5 separate regions of the Zea mays genome follow, and all the other regions are linked to region 1. The links are chromatin contacts, called in public Hi-C maps. All regions are on one chromosome and are shown on one strand. The core of a region is the stretch at or near the end of the contact, and the rest is flanking DNA. Distances in the headings are between cores, read along the strand shown.

The links. A called contact is a pair of places that touch in the nucleus more often than the background predicts.
Region 2: a Hi-C map of ear shows a contact between it and region 1, with 1.9 times the contacts expected there. The contact joins the promoter of LOC100194374 here to the promoter of LOC100274355 in region 1. A contact is called at or near these places in 3 of 25 Hi-C or Micro-C datasets (ear, leaf and tassel).
Region 3: a contact with region 1 is called in a Hi-C map of ear, with 2.4 times the contacts expected there. The contact joins the promoter of LOC100283894 here to the promoter of LOC100274355 in region 1. A contact is called at or near these places in 2 of 25 Hi-C or Micro-C datasets (ear and tassel).
Region 4: a contact with region 1 is called in a Hi-C map of tassel, with 2.6 times the contacts expected there. The contact joins the promoter of LOC100282063 here to the promoter of LOC100274355 in region 1. A contact is called at or near these places in 2 of 25 Hi-C or Micro-C datasets (ear and tassel).
Region 5: a Hi-C map of bundle sheath shows a contact between it and region 1, with 2.0 times the contacts expected there. The contact joins the enhancer-like site here to the promoter of LOC100274355 in region 1. A contact is called at or near these places in 3 of 25 Hi-C or Micro-C datasets (bundle sheath, ear and leaf).

The regions. Positions count from the first base shown.
Region 1 is chr7:26,797,179-26,799,878 of Zm-B73-REFERENCE-NAM-5.0, reverse strand. It overlaps LOC100274355 (IAA-amino acid hydrolase ILR1), which reads right to left and starts at 1,437. Exons shown (of 5, transcript NM_001148715.1): 1 at 1,060-1,437. The coding sequence starts at 1,413.
Region 2 is chr7:27,133,300-27,136,048 of Zm-B73-REFERENCE-NAM-5.0, reverse strand. LOC100194374 reads left to right here and starts at 1,302. Exons shown (of 8, transcript NM_001139409.2): 1 at 1,302-1,682; 2 at 1,798-1,838. The coding sequence starts at 1,503.
Region 3 is chr7:26,425,417-26,428,116 of Zm-B73-REFERENCE-NAM-5.0, reverse strand. It overlaps LOC100283894 (vesicle-associated membrane protein 724), which reads right to left and starts at 1,275. Exons shown (of 5, transcript NM_001156792.2): 1 at 779-1,275. The coding sequence starts at 1,055.
Region 4 is chr7:27,054,225-27,056,924 of Zm-B73-REFERENCE-NAM-5.0, reverse strand. It overlaps LOC100282063 (jasmonate-induced protein), which reads left to right and starts at 1,304. Exons shown (of 4, transcript NM_001154976.2): 1 at 1,304-1,814; 2 at 1,904-2,093; 3 at 2,275-2,475; 4 at 2,561-2,700. The coding sequence starts at 1,534.
Region 5 is chr7:27,112,463-27,115,241 of Zm-B73-REFERENCE-NAM-5.0, reverse strand. No RefSeq gene overlaps it. Among protein-coding and RNA genes, the nearest start is that of LOC100194374, 21 kb to the left of the region's middle. Within about 2 kb of position 1,526, at least 16 of the 20 cell types and tissues checked have an H3K27ac peak or open chromatin away from gene starts, as enhancers often do. A contact at or near this core is called in bundle sheath, ear and leaf, where this site is marked.

The DNA of each region.
Region 1 (2,700 bases), core at 188-2,687:
ATAGCTAAGCTATTAGCTAGAGTGTTTAGATGTGTCAACTAATTTTAGTCACTAACTATTAGTTTTAGTACATTCAAACACCCTCTAAACCATGTTGTGCTCTAAGACACATCAGCACTAAGAAAGGTCCAGCTAGTAGCTATCAGTCGTGCGCAACGCTGTTGTGCCGACATGACCTTTGGTAGTACCTATCATCTGACAACATCCGCGTTTTGCCGAGATCGGTAGCTGTTGGTTTGCTTGGATTCATGGAGGGCTGGCACTCGGAGTAGCTTCCATGAGGTTGATGCACTCCTCCGAGCAAATGGACGTCCCTGCATGACAATATCTCACCCTCCTCTTCCAACTGAGAAGAGATTCATTTTGCACACAGCGAATAATTACTTGGTCTCAATCTTTTGCCTTATATTTAACTAGTCCCAGGTTCTGGTCTAGTCTAACTAATTAACGCACCCACTTATTAATTAGTTTAAATAATCTCGTATATATATAGTGCATATCCCAGTAGATATATGAGATATGGGTTTGATAACGAATAATTTATAATGGCGAGTTTGATGCTTCTTTGGTGTTATTGGATGGAGTGTCGTTGGTATTATCAGAACAAGGCATCTCAACGCACAGGACAGTCCGGAAAAACCGGACGGAAATCCCAAAAACTTGTGAAACCAAACACGAACTATAGACATGATAGTTTCAGACTATGAGAGCAGGCACCACCATCGACATCGAGGCATGGACAAGAAATTATTGCGAAGTGTGCACTTGTCATGAGCCCAATCGAATTGCTTGCATGATTGCATCGGTTCTTTAAAAACAGAGGTACGATGAGACTGTACAGCATTTAATTTTTAGGTTATTTAATCAATTATCCTTTCGGGATGAAACCGAACGGGAGTACAACGACACAAAAGGACGGAAATAGTTAGATACAGGACCATAACACAAACAGAAAATTTGGACTTTATGCAAGGGAAAAACCGAAGCGAACGAAACACGTGCTCGATCCATCCCAACCCAACCCAACCCAACCAACTCACGATCGAGAAGTATACGGACCTGCAAGGGTAGCGCGTCCATGTCGGCTCGGAGCGCGACGACGGGGCCATCGCTGCCGCCGGCGATGGTCGCCACGACGCCCGTCTGCGCGACGGGCCACGCGTACGGCACCCCGATCGCGTCGAGCTCGTCGCGGACGAGCTCGCTGGTGCGGTGCTCCTGGAAGGCGAGCTCGGGGCGCTCGTGGATGCGGCGCCGCAAGCCGCGCAGCCAAGCCGCGAAACCCGGCGCGCGGGCGGCGCCCAGGAGGCTGTCGCCCAGAGACGGCGGAAACGCCACCGCGGCGCGAGGCGAGTGGTGGAATAGGATGAGGAGGAGGGAAGTCGCAAGGAGAGGCCATGGCGGCGGGGCCATATCCGCGGTCGGTGAGTGCCTGAGTCGCGATGCGCCACGGCTCCGCGAGCGACGACTGAAATATGCACGGGTTCTGTTCCTATCACTATCAGTGAGATAGCCCGTCGGCCTTGAAGTAATGTGCCGTTTGGTTCATATATTTGTAACGCAATGGGTGACCGATAACGTTAAATCATGTTTGTTTTAGTCCAACCGTAATCAGATACCATACTAAAAATTGATACTAGCCTATTCAAATTTATTACCGCCATTAATCGAATGTAAACCATTATCATTACCATTTGCGTTACATTTCTTGAACCAAACAGCACCCAAGTGAGAGAGCCGGGTTTGTTTGCTCTCCAAACTTTTTTTCCTTTATTTATTTATGATACTGGAAAGATACTTTCCAGACTATCAGGCAAAAATATTTGGCGGTTCTGTGGCAAAGTTTAATTGATCCTTTCACGCTGATGCAACTCTAAAAATTATATATATATATATATATATATATATATATATATATATATATATATATATATATATATATATATTAAGTTATAAGGATAGCCTACCGTTCTGCAATCCCAGACGTCCGTTATGTCGTTTTGTAATCTCAGCCGTTCGATCCACACACACCAGTCGTCTTATCCCACGCCTCGTATCGTGTGCCCCGATCCTGCTTCCCCGGCCCGAATTCATCGCGACCCCAGAAGTTTCGATCCAGCCCCCATCCTCTGCTCGTCGCGCCGCGTGTTCTCGTTCTCCCCGTCTTCGACGCCTCGCTCCACGCCCGCCCCCGCCTGACGCCCCTCGTCGCCCCCTGTCCTCGGCGACTCCCCCTCCGCCCCCCGTCCTCGTCGGTCTCGGCGCCTACTCTCTCCATCGTGTGGGAGGGGGAAGCGGGGGAGGAAGAGGAACCAAGCAGTTAAGCCGGCTCGGCTGCTCGTCTCTCACCAAAATCCCCCCAAACCTCATCGACGACGAGGATGGAGATGGAGTCCATGCCCCACCGCTTCGCCCTTTTCGTCGAGTTGTCGCCCCACAACTCCTTGGCATCGCAACCACCGCTTCTCGTGTGGCGCCCCTTCCGGCAAGCACACATGGCTCCAGGCACCTCCCGCCTCCGCGCTTTCTACGGCCGGCGAGCACGCGACCGCGCCTCCCACTGTGCAGTCGTGGTGGCTCTAGGCGCTTCCTGCCTCCGTGTCGTCAGGGGGCGTCGCTGCAGGCTGCAGCTGATAGACTGTAGATATGCTTAAGTATCTAAAGTTTTATAGATAAAAAAATATCAATATTTACAGTATT
Region 2 (2,749 bases), core at 53-2,552, 340 kb before region 1:
TTTGGTTTTGAGTGTGTATTAAGTGTGGGTTCAATTTTTTTGGTGGATTTAGGAGAGGCTACAACTGTGAGGGTGATTTGGTTGAGTGAGTTTTGAAAGTTTAAACAAGTGGGTTATATATGAGTATAAGTAATTTAGTAATGCTTATATGGAAGAATTTAAACAACTATCATGACTAATTATGTTAGAAGATCAATATATCATTGAATTTGATATATATGTATATATAAATATATTGTATGCCATTTTTTTAATTATATGCGTGCCACAAGTGCAATTCCACTAGTATAGTAAAATTGGAATAAACTTTTTAAAATGACAAACAACCCTACTACGTTCACTGGATCCAATCAAAAGGGGATATTAAGTAACTATTCCATCAAGTACCAACTTGGTTATGAATTCTACTTATCTAGCATCAAATAGGCAGGTTGCTTGCACCATAGAGCATGGAGGCGACAGCCAGGAAGGCGTGTGGTGCGACTAAGGCTGAGCGCCTAGGTAGAGGTGTAAGGCCAGCCACCGGCGTGCATAGGGGCGGACCGATAGAGTGGCATGAGGCGGCGGCCGGGTGCCGTGATACGGCTAAGGGAGGTCTGAGGGAGCGTGGCACGGCTGACAGCGTCACAACGAAGCTACGGTCCATGGAAGTGGGCGTGGGGCGCGTATTAGCTCCACGTGGCGACGTGGTTGAGACTGGTAGGACTCGGACAGGTGGATGACAAACCATCGGGCTGAGGAGTGCGTGTCGCATGCTCCAGGCGGCGTGGTAGAGCCACGTGGCTGGCGCGCGACGAGGCTGAAGGAGTGAGGGGTGCGACGTTGGTGGCTGTCTGAGTGACCTAATTTAGCTAGACTTTGGTGGGCTTAAACTAACACATGCTACTCCAGTCCGAGCAGCCCGTCCCCAAATCCGCCACTGTTCACCAAAATATTTTTAGGGCCTCCTTTGGAATAAAGTAAAAGTGAAGGAATTTTGAAGGATTAAAACTCCATGGAAAATTTTTCTATGTGATTTTTTGAAATAAATGATTGAGTTGCTACAAATTCTATAAAATTTCTATAGAGTTAAGTATTATAGTAAAATTTTGTAGGATTTTTAACATAAGGTCCAACCTTTTAAAAAATTTCCTATAAATTTGAAGGTGACACATAATTGTATCACTAGATTTTCTCTCTCTATGTTTTACTAATTCTCTGACCTAGATCGGCACGGGCACGCGAGCATGTCACGTGCGGCTAAACCCATCGAAAAAAACTCCAGACACCAACATTCCGCCCCGAATTCGGCATCCCGTTTCCAGCAACCTAAAAGAAAAGGAAACAGAAAAAAAAAATCACAGGAGAAACCGATTTCCCCCTTTTTTCTTTATTTTCTTCGTCCTCTTCGTCTCGACTCGCCGCCCAGTCACCTCAAATCCCTTCGATCCAATCTCCAAACCCTAGGCAATCCAACATCAAAGTATTAGCTGCCCCCTTCGTCAAACCGCGGCGGCGCGGCCATGGCCCACGGCGGCGGCGCCGGGAAGGCGAAGGTGACGCCGAACCTGGCGGTGGACGGCGAGGGCACGCGCACGCTCAACCGCACTGTGCTGCAGCGCCTCGACCCGGCCGTTGAGGATATTCTCATCACCGCGGCTCACGTCACGCTGTACGACTTTGACACCGATGTCAACCAGTGGGTGCGTTATGCGTGCTCAGGCGCGCGCCTGTCTGATTCGCCTGACCCTGTGATTCGTGGTGAATAATTTGGCTGGTTGGACCTTATTGTGTGCTCGTGTTGCGTGTTTTATGTAGAGACGGAAGGACGTGGAGGGGTCGCTCTTCGTCGTCAAGAGGTTCGACTCGTCTCTTTCTCAGATGCCTAATGAGATGATCTTGCATAAAAAATGTGTCGTTTACAGTTTGTCAACGTCGTTCGTTTTAGCAATTTCTATCTACTAAATCATTAGCATATTGATTAGTTGTTTGGCATAGGAAACTAAATGCAAAATCTGATTATTGTAGTGGCAAAAGTATGTTCAATTGTGCTGTGAATTGCTTCTCTCTATTTCCTAGATGCAGAGCAGGGCTTTAAAACATTGTAGTGGCAAGGCCCCCGCGTCGTCCTCCTCTGGGCGATATGGGCGGCTCCTGTTCGATCCCGCCCAACTCCACCCACCGCCGCCGGTCTTCACCCCCGCCGTCGCTGGAGCAGCTCGCCGGAAGTCCGGCGAGCAGCGAGGAGGGCGGCGGCGGGACTGCTCTCTCACTCATTTCCCTCCCTTCTTCCACCCTCTCCACTCCTCCCTCTTCCTGGAGGTGGCCGGTGACCTGATCCGCGCTGGGAAGGCCGGATCGGCGGGCTAGCTGGCCGGATCAGGGAGGCTGGTCGCCGTCCGCCGCTCCTCCCTGCTGGCATGGGCGGGTGGCCTTGCGGCTGCTACGGCCGTGGTGGTGGTGGCGGTGCCCGCACGCTCGCGTGGCCGTGGCTGGTCAGCGGCGTCGGCGCCCACGCGCGCGGTTGGCCCGCTGCGGCGGCGGCGTGGCTTGCCTGTGCTTGTAGCGGGGTGCCTGGGTCGGGGGCGTTGGCCGTCGGCGGATCTGCAGCTATCAGCGACGCCTTCTGCAGGTGGTGGGTCGTGGGGCTAGGGGTCGGATCTTGAGCCTCTCCGGCTAGATTCATCTCTCTGCCTCTCGTTTCGGCCTATGATGTGGGCAGGGGAGGCTGGCTCCGTGCGTTGGGGCGTGTGGTGGGAGGTCCTCTAGC
Region 3 (2,700 bases), core at 26-2,525, 370 kb after region 1:
AGCAGTTAAGTTGTATTCTCTCCATTATAAATTATAAGACGTTCTGAATTTTCTATATTCATAAGTTTGACTATACACTTAGATATACATTATGAAGTAACATATCTAGAAAATCCAAAACATCTTATAATTTGAAATTTGAAACAAATGGACTATGTAGGCTTGTAGCCAGATCTGTAAGATCCACAACAATGCAGGATCAACATGATCACACATGACAAAAGAGTTTAGGCTCTTGGTTGATAACCAACATTGTTGTTGAACTTTTATAGTTCCAGTCTGGCGATTAATGAAAATACCTTTATGGGGGTGATCTTGCAATCCGATTGCAAAAGAATCCCGAGCTCCGATTCTAGTTTTTTTACTTATGTAGTACAAGCTGAAGTAATCAAGGTTGGAGCTTTGCCACTGTCATTTTTAGCACCACTAAGAAAGCATAACAAATTAGAATAATTGGTCCCGCGAAAGTGCCTCTAGCCGAGTTGGTTAGATGGTCTGGTCCTGGGTTGACTCTCCGTGTGAGCGAATTTTAGGTTGTGGTTAAAAAATCTCCTCGTTTGTCCCACGCCAAAGCACGGGTCTAAGACTCAGCCCCGATCGTGGTCGTTCTCACATGGTTTCCGTGTCGCTATGTATGGGTGGAACTCTTTTCCCGCAGGTCGAGTTTTAGAATCATTGGTCCCCCATAGGCTATACGCTATAGCACCTCCTACTTCTACTAGCAAAAGTCTTAAAAGTTTAAAAGGCGTCGATTGGTCGCATCGTATTCGTATCTCACCGTAGCCGCGGTACAAGAGGAAGTTGAATGTGTGTCGGTCACAGGCGTAGCTGAACCGTGCCGGCGCATCGCCACGGCCGTCAGGGCCGGTGCCGGCGGAGGACGACCCGGCGGGTAGCCGCTGCAGGCATTGCGCGGCGATGGCGGGGAAGTTGCCGGTGAACTCCGTGTACTCCGCCAGCACCGCGGTGCCGCGCGCCACGAAGGCGTAGATCATCCACTCCGCCTTGCCGCCACCCTCCCTTGCATCCTTCCCTCCCGGAGTCGGTGACACCATCGGATCAAGATAGGACCGCTAGCTACCGCAGGCGGATCTTGGATTCTTGGCAAGATCGTGAGGGACCGATGGAAGGTGGTGAGAGCGGACGATTTCGTGGCGCCGGGGGAGAGTATCCACTAATGCGCGAGCCCGTGAGCGTGCAGTGCCGAACGGCGCCGCCTCCGTGTCCCTCAATGCTTGGAGTAGGATTGTCCGATTGTAGGAATGCGTGTTGTTCAGCGTCCGTACGGCTTTTCTGGTGCTTTTTTGCACTATGTGATGAAGACAAATTTGAAATTATATCATTATGAAACGTAGAGTCGTCGTTTTACCATCATTTTAAAAAGCTTTTCGTTTGAATACCATTATCAAATATGTCATCTACGCTGTTGACACCTTTTTAGGGCACCGAACACTCAACACGAACTAGCGGCGGTGCTCTCTGCACAGGGGCGGACGGTCCGCGCGCAGAGGCCGGATGGTTCGCGCGCAGAGGCCGGACGGTCCGCGGCCTGGTGCGAGGCTAGGGTTCCTGCCTGACGGCCGGACGGTCCGCGCGTGCACAGGGGTGGCGGAAGATCAGCGGCGGCGCTTGGATCTCGCTCCCGGGAGGGACCCTGTCGAGGAGGAGAGATCCTATAAGTTGTCTAGGCTCGGACAGGCCGATCTAGACTCCTCTAATCGACGTAGAGTCGAAGAGAAGCGAAGAATTTGGGGGATCAGAAGGCTAAAATAGAACTAGACTAGAACTATTCCTAGGAAATAAATGCGAAATAGAAGTGTTTTTAATTCGATTGATGATTACAAATCGGCCGTATACCTCTCTATTTATAGAGGAGGGGGGCTGAACCCTTTACAAACTAATTTCCGAGCTTATCCCGAGATTCTCGCCAACAAACATAGCAAGAAACTCGGAACCCTAATCTGTTCTGCGCCTGCGCGGACCGTTCAGCCCACAGGCGCGGACTGTCCGGACCGCGGGCCGTCCGGCCCCAGGGCCGAACCGTCCGGCCTCTCATTTTGGTGCCCAACATATGCCTCCAACCTTTTGGTGGAGCTGAGCAAACCAAAAGCATTTTAACTCGATGTGATTACATCGGTTTTCTTAAGCATCTTGCCACATACTAGGATGGTACTGCTTGAGAAAACACCCATTCAATGCCTTTGGTAAATCCTTGCCTTGTAATGTTTGCAATAAATAGGTGTTACCAGACATTACATGTTTTACTTTATAAGGACCTTCCTAGCTTGGTGACCATTTTCCAAACTTCCGGTCTTTATTCCTTAGAGGCAGAATGGTCTTCCACACCAGGTCCCCTACTTGAAATGACTTTGCTTTGACCTTCTTGTTGTAGGCCCTGTCTAGTGTCTACCATGATCTTGTCCTTTTCTATTGCTCCCAAAGCTATCACCCTCTTGTCGGCCACCTCATCAATATTATCCATCATTGAATTGTAATAATCAGTGATGGTTAGATTATTTTGTCTGGCAAACCTGACAGCATTCAAACTTATTTCCACAGGCAATACTGCTTCCTGCCCATAGACAAGCTCAAAAGGAGACACTTTAGTAGCACTATGTTTAGATATTCTGTGAGCCCATAAAGCTTCGGACAAAATCTTATGTCAATGCTTAGGATTATCAGATATCTTCTTTTTTATCA
Region 4 (2,700 bases), core at 55-2,554, 260 kb before region 1:
GAAAATAGCCTTATTTCCGATGGATACCATTGGTGTTAGCGTATTTCAAATGGCCACTAACGATCGTTGGTGATGACACCGACTAATGACTCTGACAACATCCAGTGAGCCCCACATTACATATGTCCAACAGTTGATTCATGGACATTAGAAATAGCAGTCGTCGAACATTAACATTCTATAGACGAGGACTTGGGATAAAAACGTCATGCCCCTCCATCTATAGGAAATGATAGGACCCAAAATCACCCAAAAGTAACCAACAAACCATGTATTTATGATAACGAAAATGCTACACGTACATCCTACCCGTGCATCCGACTCCCATCCGACTATATATCTGGTTAACGGTTGATCTTTACTGTTGCACCACTTGATTTTAGTGATGCACCACTTGATGACCTTGGTTGGACAAAAAGTCGTATTGTCGGGTCGTACGTGTAGCACTTCCATTCGAGTATAACCCCACTACTCTCCATTTACATGCTTGAAAATGGTGCGATGGAGAATATTGGGATTACGCTACCCAAATTTCATTCGAGTTCATTGCTTGTCATAAAGACTTGCTCTATCGATCTCTTCAAGACTGTTCAATAAAAGGAACAATTTCAGACCAACACAGCTCACATGCATCGCATGTCAAAGTATGTATGTTGGTGTGAAATGCACTGACACATAGTCGTGTCAGGCTGGTCCGGTGGCACTGTGACCCATCTGAGTATATTGTATAATTTAGCAAAAAAATATGTAGTTCTAAGGACTCAAACACACAACCTAATGTATAAGAGACTAAAACACATACATCTAGCCAATGCAGCTGTAATTTTATTGTGTTATATATTAAATTCTTATACTTAATATATGTAAACTATTATTTTTTAAAATAAAAAATGTAACCGTATCGTGCCCGTACCAACACTACGGTCGAGATGGTGGCCTAGGCACGACACTATAGCCGTGTCGTGCCAGGCACTGGCACTATACTAGCCAGGCCGGGTCGTGCCTAGACCGTGCTTTTTCGTGTCGTGCCTAGGCTGGCCCATCATGTTAGTGCCAAATGACCCTCTATAGTAACACCGTGACATGTTCATGATACAGTCAAAAATCCTTATCTTATAATAAATAATCCAAGCAACAATTAATGAATACAATATTTTTACAGAAACGTAATATTATTGTTCGGGGGTCTAAGCGTGTAGCATGTGGAGAAAACTGGCCTGTCCTTGCAACACAACAAAAGCTGGTGATATAAAGAACTCGAGCATGCAGTTGGTGGGCGGTGCACATCTCTTTAACCCATTGACTGACCTCGTCCCCAACCCAACCCTGGTGAAGCTGTGCGTAGGATCAATCAATCTCAATCTCACCTTGGGTAGAGACCGCGCGCAGCCCCAGCCCCAGCCTCATGGCCGACGGGGTGTTCTATAAATAGAGTTGCTTGTCCCCTACCTTCGGACGCACAACACAAGAGCTACTACTACAGCTCCTCATCTCAAGTGTGTAGACGAGACAGAGAGACACTGAGAGAGCGCCATGGCCAGCCTCCAAGTCACTCCTACTTCGGCGTTCACTGAGTGGAACGAGCTGAAGTTCGAAGGCCTGTACCTGTTCCACACGCCCCTGGGCTCAGGCGCCAACCAAGCTCGGGTCATAGACAACAAGGCGCCGATTGGCATCGGTGCCACCGTAGTTAACAACTGGACAGTGTATGACGGGCCAGGGCCGAACGCAAAGCTGGTTGCCCGTGCACAGGGCTTGCATATCCAAGCCGGCAACTGGGTCAACTCCTTCAGCCTAGTGTTCGTGGATCAAAGGTACCGGCCGGCCTTCTGTATTTGAGGAGCAAGGCATATATATCTCTATAATTAATTCATTATTAAATATGTTTATATGTGTGGTGCAGGTTCAGTGGGTCCACGCTTGAAGTGACCGGGATAGTAGTTGAATCCGGGGAGTGGGCTATTGTTGGGGGCACCGGTCAGTTTGCCATGGCAAACGGTGTCATCTTCAAGAAGTTCCATGAGCAGAGAAGCGAAGGGAACATCATACAACTCACCATCCATGCTTTCTGTCCGGTGCTCGGACCGAGAAAGGCAAGATATAGATAGATAGATAGACACAATAAAAACTAAATATATACATACATACATACATATGTTTCTTATAATTTTTTTGAGGGAGGATATGATATATATATATATATATATATATATATATATATATATATATATATATATATATAAAGTTACCATATTTACATGCATATATATGCAGCGCTCGGCCGCAAAAGTTGGACCGTGGGGTGGGAGCGGCGGGTCTCCGGTGGACATCACGGCAGAGCCCCAGCGTCTGAAGAGCATCACCGTTGCTACTGGCATCGCCGTGACCTCGATTGCCTTCTCCTACGTCGACTCCGCCGGCCAAACCCAATCTGCTGGTCGCTGGGGCGGTTCCGGTGGAGAAACTGAGCCGGTGGTAAGTGGACACGCACGCAAATGCATTATTAGTATATGCTCAGCTCGCGACGGACGGACTCTGAAATTCCTGCACGCCCCCGCAGATCCAGCTCGGCGACTCCGAGGTGCTCACGGAGCTGTCCGGGACGATCGGCAACGTCGACGGCCACACCGTCATAACCTCCATCAAGTTCGTCACAAGCCTCAAGACCTACGGCCCTTTCGGAGCATGGGGGGACGGGAG
Region 5 (2,779 bases), core at 277-2,776, 320 kb before region 1:
CCGCTAACTAAACACACTCTTACACTCTTACGTCAACATGGCGGGCTGAAGTCAACATAGATGTGTGAGGTGTGGGCCGATGCCCTCCTCATCTAGATATGGTGTCGTGCACCGTGCACGGAGAAGGCTTTCGAAAAGTGTACTCAGTCCTGGTCGTGGCGGGCCCATATTCGAGGGCATTCAAGCTTTGAGGCTATCACAATGAGAGCTGGTCACTTTTGATTCTAATGCCAGACCTCGCCTTGCCTTGCTTGGCTAGAAATCGAGTAGCAACAGACGTTTGGTTTTTTTTGACAAATTTGTCTGGGTGTTCGTGCTGGCAAGGGTCCCTTACTACTGCTGGGGAGCTACATTGGCTCACCCACATCAGCAAGGTGTAACACCCTAATCTTACTATATAATTTTTCACTATTTAAAGTAACATGAATTTATGTATCCTGAATGAGTATACCATAATATTTTTATTTGTTTAATTATCAATATAGAAACAACATTAACAATCAAGCCATCGTTGGGTTTTGACATGTGAGTGGAAGAACCAAACAACAAGACAAACTAGAAACAGTGGCTCTCGATATGTCTTGTCAAGCGTGTTTTCTTCCGTTCGAGCGGGGTATTTCAACAAGACAACCCTATCACATCCGGGTTAGGGCCCATTCGTTTCTGCAGGATTACACCAAGAATTATTCCTGTTAATCAAAACTTATACAAATTAGAGAAGCAATCCGGGCCGGAACAGTTCCGACCTTCTATTCCCCGTCAACCGAACGGGCCCTTAATGGGTTGCAACCAGGGTTCACTTTCTCGTTCCGAGATCACCTGATTTCAGCATTTTTTCGTTTTCGTTACTAACCGAAAAATGAATTTTGATCTGGTTTCAAATGGAATTTGATTCAAAATATAAAAATACAAAAGTCAAATTTTGGTCAACAAAATGAAATTCTGATCATTCTAAACGAAATTGTGAACCCTGGTCGCAACAACCATATCACATTTTGGTTAATGGAACTATAGGATTGGCTCCACCTTAAGGCCATGTAACAACATATCAGGGCGTATTTGGAAGTTTATAGTTTTAGGCAATGCCATGGTTTATAGGAATACTAGAGTATTTTTTATACCATAAGGTGTCTGTTTGCATTCCTAAAAGGAAAAAGTCCATATTACTCCCTCCACCTATTGATGTTGTTAAAATAACGTCCTAAACATTTTTTTGCTTGATTAACCCCTCCAGAATAGTAAATGTAAACACCTCAAAAATGAGTTTTGAAGATTAGGCAAACTCCTTTCAAAATATAAGCAAAAGTGTTCTCTAATAAGGATTAATTAAGAAGGAGGCCCTAGTCAAATTATCCTATATTAGATGAAAATAATTGAATTAAAACAAAAGCAATAAGAAAACAGGAAAAAGAAAAAAAGAAAGGAAGCTCCTACCTGCGCTTGGGCCAGAATCTTCAGGCCTTGGCCCAGTAACCTGGCCGCCAGCCCACTTGGAGTGTGGTGCCGACATATGGGACCCACTCGTCAATCTCTTTGCCATCCCGCGTGCACCGCACTGGCCGTCACTAGCAGGTGGGGTCTGGTCGCCAAGAGTTTCTTCCCATCCGCGCGAGCGCCTGTACGCGATGACCCGCCTCGCTACATGGTGGGGCCACCTTGTCATGCTCCTTCACCACCATAGCAAACGCAACAGAACACTGAAGACGAATCATAATGAACTTAGCCAGGATATCCGAAGTTCGTTCACCAGCCCTAGATCCTCCGCCCATGGCTATATAAGCGAACCTCACCACCCCCTCTAGCCATTGCGTGCGAGAAGAACGAAACCACCGGCCACTGAGCAAACAGAGACAGGGAGGAGCCGCTGCGAAGGATGTTCCTTCGCGCTGCCGTCAGGCGTCAATCACGGGTCTTGGGCGATTCAACGAATTGCACGGAAGGTGGTCGTGCCCTCGCTGCATGATGGGAGTGGTTGAGGATCCGAGAATTACTCATCGGAGTTGAAAGGCGCCGACGAAATGCACTACACCATGGCCATCTCCGTCATTGCCTCCACCGCCATTGAGGTATCCTTCATCTTGTCCGTCTTCATCTCCGCATTCTCTAGCACCTATCTGAACACGTGATTAGGTAGAAGTGGGAGCTTAATTGCTCGTCAGTGCATGGGCGGCGTCACCACCCCGCCTTGCGTCGTGGGCAGAGGTCTGGGTAGGCTGACTCGGGGCATCTCGATGGCTATTAGATTCACGGTGGTCAGTTCTCTATTATACTCTGTCGGGTTTGGGATTCATGCCGGGTATCATCAAAAGGGCGTGCTCCGGCGAGCTACTCCGTCATGGTGGCGCGAGTGCCTCCCTGTGTTGTTGTCAAGTGGAAGGTGACGAGTGGGAGCTGGTGATCGGCTAACGGACGACTACGATCATAACAAGAGACACCCATTCGCTCTATTAAAATCTGGCCGTGAATCTCCGATCGGATGTATGCGTAAGGATTTCAGTTATTTAAAATGGACACCATCAGATTCGGATCCAAGGGCTAGCAGCAAGTACCAGTTCGCACCTCAGTTAGATTTAATCAGAGCCGTTTGAATTATATCAAGAGGTTTATATCCATGGATACCCCTTCGCGTGACATTGTTTCTAAAGAAACCCTAAAATTTATTAGAATTAACCCGTCGTCCTAAGTAGTTCAAAGACTATTACCGATATGTCCAGATCTTTATAAAAGTGACCCCGTGTCTTCTAGAAATAGTGGCCGCAGTTCATAAGTAATTAGAATT